Linked DNA regions of Mus musculus: region 1 is linked to region 2. A link is a contact called in public promoter capture Hi-C data. All regions are on one chromosome and are shown on one strand. The core of a region is the stretch at or near the end of the contact, and the rest is flanking DNA. Distances in the headings are between cores, read along the strand shown. Region 1 has its middle 13 kb from the start of Atp4b. Region 2 overlaps Grtp1 (GH regulated TBC protein 1).

Region 1 (3,908 bases), core at 255-2,754, 200 kb before region 2:
CCACCCAGCCTGCCACTGCCCACAGACCTACCCTGTTGCCACCTCCTGTCTCTCAGCCCCCAAGGTCTCAGGCCCTTTCCTTAGAAAATGTTCACACTTCATATTGCCTCCTTCCATGCAGCCAAAGACCAAAAATGTCTGCATTTGTCTTTTCCCAGCTGAGACAGGCACAGCTCAGGAGGACAGACGTGAGTGTACACACACACACACACACACACACACACACACACACATTCACACACATACAGAGTGTAACCAGGTACAGAGCTTCCTGGGGCGTAAGACCTACACATGTATCTACACAGACTACCCTGTGTACCCTTTTATGTTCCGCAACGCACCCTGTTGAATACTTTAAAGTGACACAAGAATTGGGGGAAAGGGTTGTTTTCACTTCCACTAGCAAACGATCCACTGATCTGACCAAGCCAAATAAAACATCTTGCCCTCTGTCTAGTTAGAGTTATTACTGCTATGGTGAAACACTAACCAAATTGGGGAGGGAAGGGTTTATCAGGCTTACACTTCCATGTCACCATTCATCACTGAAGGAAGTCAGGACAGAAACTCACACAGGGCAGGAACCTGGAGGCAGGAGCTGATGCAGAGGCCATGGAGGGTGCTGCTTGCTGGCTTGAGTCTCATGGCTTGCTCAGCCGGCTTCCTTATAGAACCCAGGAATGACTCAACCAATTGGCTGGGCCCTCTCATATCAATCACTAATTAATACCCTAGAGGCCTGCCTACAGCTCAGTCTTACGGAGGCGTTTCCTCAGCCTAGGCTCCTTCCTCTCAGGTGACTCTAGCTTGTGTCACATAGACTACCCAGCACAGCTGACCTCTTGTCAGCTTGACACACAAACACATCACAGCTAAGACACAACCTTCTTTTCTTCCCAACACCTCACATTAAAAAACATAAATACCTTTAAAAGCCTAGGAGTCTATAAATTCAAACACAGTAAAAGTTCAGCCCCTTTAAAATATCCAGTCTTTGTGAAAATCCCCAATCTCTTTTAAAAGTTCAAAATCTCTTAATCGTGGGCTCTTGTAAAACTCAAAATTAAGTTAAATAATTCCTTACTTCAAGAGGGAAGAACTGGGGCACAGTCACAATCAGATCAAAGCAAAACAAAACTCCAGCAGCGCAAATAACAGCATCTAGTGTCTGAGATCTGCTCACAGTCTTCTGGGCTTCTCCAAAGGGCTGGGCTCGCTTCTCTGCCCTTTGCCTCACACACAGCTTTCCTTCTGGGTTCTGGCTGACTTAACTCCACTACTGCTACTGTTTCTGGTGGTCATCCCATGGTACTGACATCTCCACAAATGCTGGGTCTTCTGCTGCAACTGGGTTGCACCTTCACCAATAGCCTCTCCTAGGCTTCCTTCATGGTGCCAAGTCTCAACTTCTCTGCACAATCCCTTTAATTCTGGAGTTTCAACTATATGGAGGCTACACCTTCTCCAGTGACCCATCCTGGCTTCTCACAGTGCTAGGCCTCAGCTGCTTTTCATGATCCTTTCATGCATTCAAAACCAGTACCACCTGGATAACTCTTACACTACCGAGTTCAGCTGCCAGCAGATTCATATTCTCTCTCTCTCTCTCTCTCTCTCTCTCTCTCTCTCTCTCTCTCTCTCTCTCTCTCTCTCTCTCTCTCTCTCTCTCTCTCTCTCTCTCTCTCTTCCAAGATTTGGTTTCTCTGTGTAGCCCTGGCTGCCTCCCAAGTGCTGGGATCAAAAGTGCACCCGCCCCCCAACTCTCCCCAGTCACCACTAATTTCTCAGCTCCAGCTGACCAGCACCTATTGTGCCAGTAAAACATGGGTTTTACTTCATTGGTTCTGGTCTCTTGTTAATAATCATGCTAATTCTTCAGTCCCAACTGACCAGAACCACAGATTTGTAAGGAAAGTCCTGATGGAGTGCTTCCTTCCTCTGAAGCTTCACAAGCCAGGCCTCCATCACCTGCACTGCTCTCAATAATCTCATCTTCCAAGCTCCCACAGAACAGCTCACTGAGTTCTCAACACTCAATGGCTTTTCTACCCAAAGCCCTTCCATAACCGCACCCCACCCCCCACCCCCCCAAAAAAAACCAGCACAGTCAGGTCTGTCACAGCAAAACCCCACTCCTGATACCAACATCTAAGGAATTCTGTTGCTGTGATGAAATACCGTGACCAAAAGCAACTTGGGATAATTGGGTTTCTCTGGCTCACACTTCCATATTGTAGTCCATCACTGAAGTAAGTCAGGATAGGAACTCAAACGGGACAGAAAACTGATGCAGAGGCCATGAAGGGGTACTGCTTACTGGCTTGTTCCTTGTGGCTTTCTTAGCCTACTTTCTTACAGAACCCAGGACCACTAGCCAAGGACCACACCCACATGTGGGCAGGGCCCTCCCTCATGAATTAAAAAAATGCCCTACAAGTTTGCCTGCAGAATCTTTTTTTTTTTTTTTTTTGGTTTTTCGAGACAGGGTTTCTCTGTGCAGCCCTGGCTGTCCTGGAACTCACTCTGTAGACCAGGCTGGCCTCGAACTCAGAAATCCGCCTGCCTCTGCCTCCCGAGTGCTGGGATTAAAGGCGTGCGCCACCACGCCCGGCTCTGCCTGCAGAATCTTATGGAGATCCTCAATTGGGGTTCCCTCCTTTCAGATGACTCAAGTAGGCACAGAACTATCCAGTGCAGCCCCTTTTGTGTCTGGCAGTCCTTCCTTCCCACCTAACACAAAAATTGCCAGCTTGACTTTTTAGGGCAGCTGGCGACATCTGCTCATTCCCAGCTGACACCCACTGCCCCCATTTCCCCACAGACGCCGTGTTCACCAGGTCCCTTGTGTTTCTGTGAATCTAACTTTGGGTACCTTATGTGACCACAGTGTTTTCTTCTGACTGGTCACACAGAGACTCAAGTTTCATCCTGTGTCAGAATTCCCTTTTCAGTCAAGATTTAAAGTCTTTCTGTGTGTGTAGACCACACCTGTCCTTCATGTAACCAGGGCCACTTGGGTTGTTTTACCTTCGTTTTTATTGGTGACCGATGGTGCTTAGATCATGAGTGTTCAACTCAGTCTTCAAGACCTGCTTGCACAGCTTTGCACACACACCAAATTCCTATTTTTAACCCTTTCAGGGGCAGCCCTCCTGTGTTTCCCACTGAGGTGACTCCATTTCCTATCCCTACCAGTAGAGATTCCATTTCTCATATCCTGACCAACAAGTGTGTGTTAGACAGCTGTATGGTGCTATACCACAGGCCTGGGATTAGTCATTCAGTAAAGAACAAAGGTTCACTTTGAGTCATAACTGTGGGCTTTGACCAGGCTCACCCATTGCCTAATAGGTGTCTGGTAGGGCCACAATAGTATGGCAGGGAATGGTGAACGAATTTGGCTCACATCATAGTCAGGAAGCAGAAACAAAAACAAAAACAAAACAAAACAAAACAAAACAATCAAAAAAACCCACGCACAACTCAGATTCTAGGATCCGTCTCAAGGGCAGATCCCCCAAATGGCTTAAAGACTTACCATGAGGTCTCACGTCTTAAAATTCCACGACTTACCAAATTGCCAAACTAAGTACTTGCCTGTGTGGGTCTTGGGCTGGGAACAGGGCTCAGTTGCAAGCACAACTATCTAGCTTAGAAGCCCTGGGTTACAAGCGCAGCATATATAAACTAGGTGTGGTGACACACACTTGTACTACTGCACTTGGGAGTCAGAGGTAGAAAGAAAGGACGTTCATGCTCCTTCAGCTACGTAACAAGTTCAAGGCCAGCCTGGGACCCGGGAGACCCTATCTTAAAACAAAAACAAGAACAAAGAGTAAAAAGACAAGCACCACACCCAGGTAGAAGCTTTAAGGATCCATCACAGATCCAAGCCGTAGCGACTTGCC
Region 2 (4,150 bases), core at 196-2,695:
AAAACAAAATAAAAAAACAAACAAAACAGTGTACGCCATACTCCTAGTACTTGGAAGATTAAGACAGGAAAGTCACGAGTTCAAGAACAGCCTGAGCTACAGGACAGGACTCAAAAAGGAGAGAGACAGACAGACACACAGACTGAGAGAGACAGACTGAGAGACTCCCGGACCAGGCCTCGGGGTGTTCTTTTCTCCTGGGTGCACATGCGTGGGATAACATGCCTGTGATAATGTTTGAGTTAGACCCAGAAACAGGTGAGCTAGAAGTTCCAGCCATGAACTGTGAGACATGCTGGGGAAGATATCCTTTCCCAGAATCCCTCAGTGCAGGCACCATGACAGTCCAAGCAGGCTTTTTCTAGAAGCACACACTGCCACTCTGTGGGTTGGGGCCCCTGCAGTGGTGCTGACAGCCATTCCTCCTCTTCCTGTGTAGCCACTTATGCTGCACCTGGGGTGCAGGTGGAAATGAGGGAAGGAGCACAGACCCTTTATCCCAAAGGGCCGGTTGGTGGCACATATCCCGGGACTCCTGTGTCTCTGCCTTTCAGCCTCAGATCTGGGCGCCTCATGATGTCCTCGAACTTGGAATGTGACTGTATCCTGATAGGTGGAGCTGAGTGGTAACCCCAGGTCACAGCAAGGGAGAGGCACTGGTCTCCAAGGCTGGGCCTCTGGCCCTTGGAGAGCTCTACCTGCAAGGCCTGGGTGTGTAGTAGGGTAAGGTACTATTTTATTGGCTCCTATAGTGTGATAGCTCTGGGGTCCAAGGCTCAGCATTCTTCCTTGTCCCAGGAGTTGGTGTCTCCATACATAGCTTTCCCCAAACTCTTTATCATCATCATCATCACCATCATCACCACTGCTGCCGCCACCCTCCTCCTCCTCCTCCTCTTCTTCTTCTTCCTCCTCTCCTCTTTTTTTAAGACAGGGTTTCTCTGTGTAGCCCTGGCTGTCCTAGAACTACAGCCTACACTAGGCTGGCCTCACAGAACCCCAGCTGCCTCTGCCTCTTGAATACTGGGATTAAAGGCATGTGTCTCCTCCTCCACCACCACCCAGTTCTTTGTTTTCATTTGGGCTGCACGGGGTGGGGGTGGGATTACAGCAAAAGGTGAAGGCTCACTTGTTCCAAGCAGAGCCTATCTCTGCCAGCAAATATGGGCTCTTGCATACTGGCGCTAAGGATAAGTGCTTTTGATAGGTTCTTTATCTATAATCAGAAGCCAATAGGCAGAGTCTCAGAACGAATGCCACGAAGTGCAGACAACCTCATTGTGGAGAGCGTGAAGAGTGATAAGTATCAAACTTAGACTTGGAAGCATCTGCCTTGTTCTGGGCCAGGCAGGGTTGCTGTGGTTGAGCCTGGTGTGCGGCTGTGACCAAAGGAATAGATAGCCTGGGGCTCGGGCCATGCATGGCTCTGACCCAGTCTATGCACACTGGCCTAGTGTCCAAGGGTGGTTCTGCAGTGGTGTGGCTTCCACAGGAGATGGGAAGGAACGTGGAGGTGTGGCGGGTTAATGCAGTCTTTCCCCTGGAGACCGGCTCAGCTCCTTGGAGTTCAGAGCATGGGTTTAATATCTCTATTTTTGGAAGCTGTTCTAAGCTTCCAAGCAAGGCCAAGGTCACGAAATGCTCCTCTGCAAATCTCTGCTGTCCCTGCTCAGCTCCTGTCCCTCTTCTGAGCTGATGATAGAGCTGGGGACACTGGCTGTCTCTTCACACACCTCTCCCAGATAAACAAGATGTGCAGAGTTAGGAAGGAGAGCGAGGCGTGCAATCCTAGTGTGTAATCCCCGTGTTTAGGAGGTTACCGCAAGAGAGTCGCAGCCTGTAGGTCAACCTGGGATCTCAGAGAGCTGCCAGGGCCCAGAAACACCCGAATAAGCAAACAACGAAACAAGAACAGCAAACTGTGAAAGGCTCCCAAGAGGCAGACTCAAAGCAAGTGTGCAAGAGGACAGCGTTTTCGGTTTTCCCTCTTTTCTTTTCTTCCCTTCCTTCCTTGCTTCCTTGTTTGTTTGTTTTTGAGATAGGCTGCCTTGTAACCCCATGGTGGTAGAATGATCCCGTTTCACCCAGATGTCCAGTGAGTGTAGCCTGCTCCTCCTGCAGCAGGGTGCCTGTTTTGCATTCACTTCTTGATGTATAATTAGTGTACCATGGTTTTCTGTTTTATTACGGACTGGGTGATTTTTTTTTTGTAGTGTAAATCAAGCACTGACATTTATAACAACACATCGCACTAACAACTTAAAAAATTTAGTCAGGCCAGTAAGATGGCCTGGTGGGTGGAGCCTCGTCTCGTCACCAATTCATAACCAGGACCCACCCACTTTGTTGAGCAGAGGCCATCAAGTTGCCCTCCGCTGTCCGCATGTATGGCTCCACAGCCCACATGCTCCTCCTTGCCCACTGAATAAAAAGTTGTAATTAAAAAAAAAAAAAAAAAACAAAACTAAGTGAGTAGGAAACTCAGAAGTGCTTTGTAAGATGCGTGTCCCGTGTCTTCGGATGAAGTGGTGTTGGAAGCACGTGTGTGGATTTGATTTTTATTACAAGATAAGACTTATCACCCGGACACTTCCTTCCCTACTCCTGTTCTCTGCCCACCCCGACATGAGACATAGTGAGTCTCAGGCTCACTATGCAGCCAAGAGCTACATCTTCCAAGTGTTGGACTTGGGGTGTGTGCCATCATCCCTAGTTTTCTATGGCACTGGATCAGATCCAGGGCTTCTTGCATGCTGTCCAGCTGAGCTGAATCCCAGCCCTGAGGCCCAGGCTGAAACTTTGCCCTGTTAACCCATAACTCCCATTCCTCACCGCTCAGTGGTGGCCGGAATCCGATACCCTGAGGACTTACTGAGGAAGCAGAATCACTGAAAACCTGTGTGTCGTCTCACAGGGAATGAGTCTGTGTGTGTCTATGTGTACAGGAGATGAAACCAGGGGCCTTGTACACGCTATGCAAATGCCCTGCCGCTGAGCCCCTCCCTTAGCCCTCTTTCATTTGGAAACAGGGGCTTATGAAGTTATCTGTGGCTCAAGTAGGCATCGACCTTGAGCTCATCCTGCCTTAGCCTCCCAAGTAGCTGGGAATACAGGCCTCGGCCCCCAGGCCCTGCTGATTTGAGTCTCTCAGTTCCCCTTCTCCCCCGTGAGGCAGATTACTATAGCCCAGCAATGCTGGGGCTGAAGACTGACCAAGAGGTCCTAGCAGAGCTGGTGAGGATGAAGCTACCAGCAGTGGCAGCCCTGATGGATGGCCATGGTGTGTTGTGGACCCTGCTGGTGTCCCGCTGGTTCATCTGCCTGTTTGTGGACATCCTACCTGTGGAGGTGAGCACCTTCATCAGCCCCAGGAGCTGGGTGGGCTGCTGTGAAGTGATGGGGGAATTTCTGTGTCTCTGCAGACGGTGCTACGGATCTGGGACTGTCTGTTCAATGAGGGCTCCAAAATCATATTCCGGGTTGCTCTGACCTTAATTAAGCAACACCAGGAATTTATATTGGAAGCCAGCAGTATTCCAGACATCTGTGACAAGTTTAAGCAGATCACCAAAGGGGACTTTGTGACAGAGTGTCACGCATTCATGCAGGTAAGTTCTGGGCTATTTGGCCTGATTGGGGGCTCGAGTTCTGTCCCACCCAGTGATTATGCCAAGTGTCCCTGTGCCTCTGGTGAGTCCCTCCCCCCACAAGGGGCAACCCCCCTCCCTGAGCTGAGGCTGCAGTTCAGTGGCTAGTTCCCTACTTCCCTGGGAGCTGCTGGCCAGCCGAGATGGCTGCAAAAGTCCCTCTGACTGAGGGACTGCCCCGGGCCACCGCTACTCACCTGGAAAGTCTGTTCTGGTTCACACTGATTGGGAATGCTCTGTTTCCCCTGGAGTCTGGGACAGGGGGAGGCATGTCAGCGAGGCCGCCATGTCCTCAGCTGGCTCAAAGCCTGGTCACACAAGCTCTGTTGATCACAGGCGGCCACGACCTCCCTCCTGCCCTGATAGGACATAATCATCTGTGGCACCTATGGGAATCAATCGTGAGGCTAGGGATGGCTGCTGCATCCTGACCTGGTGCGGGCTGTGTGGACTGGTTCTGAGAGCTGCTGAATGTGAGGTAGGATGAGGCTGGCGGACCGAGA

The links. Capture Hi-C pulls out chosen DNA fragments and counts their contacts.
Region 1: a contact with region 2 is called in a promoter capture Hi-C map of adipose tissue. The contact joins two enhancer-like sites. A contact is called at or near these places in 4 of 39 promoter capture datasets (embryonic stem cells, hippocampal neurons, liver and 1 more) and 3 of 9 other capture datasets (adipose tissue, embryonic stem cells and liver).

What each region holds. Positions count from the first base shown.
Region 1 is chr8:13,382,132-13,386,039 of GRCm38.p6, reverse strand. No RefSeq gene overlaps it. Among named protein-coding and RNA genes, the nearest start is that of Atp4b, 13 kb to the left of the region's middle. Within about 2 kb of position 1,504, at least 5 of the 459 cell types and tissues checked have an H3K27ac peak or open chromatin away from gene starts, as enhancers often do. A contact at or near this core is called in adipose tissue, where this site is marked.
Region 2 is chr8:13,178,781-13,182,930 of GRCm38.p6, reverse strand. Grtp1 (GH regulated TBC protein 1) reads left to right here. Exons shown (of 8, transcript NM_025768.2): 6 at 3,176-3,348; 7 at 3,423-3,608. Among named protein-coding and RNA genes, the nearest start is that of Mir1968, 8.2 kb to the left of the region's middle. Within about 2 kb of position 1,445, at least 25 of the 459 cell types and tissues checked have an H3K27ac peak or open chromatin away from gene starts, as enhancers often do. A contact at or near this core is called in adipose tissue, where this site is marked.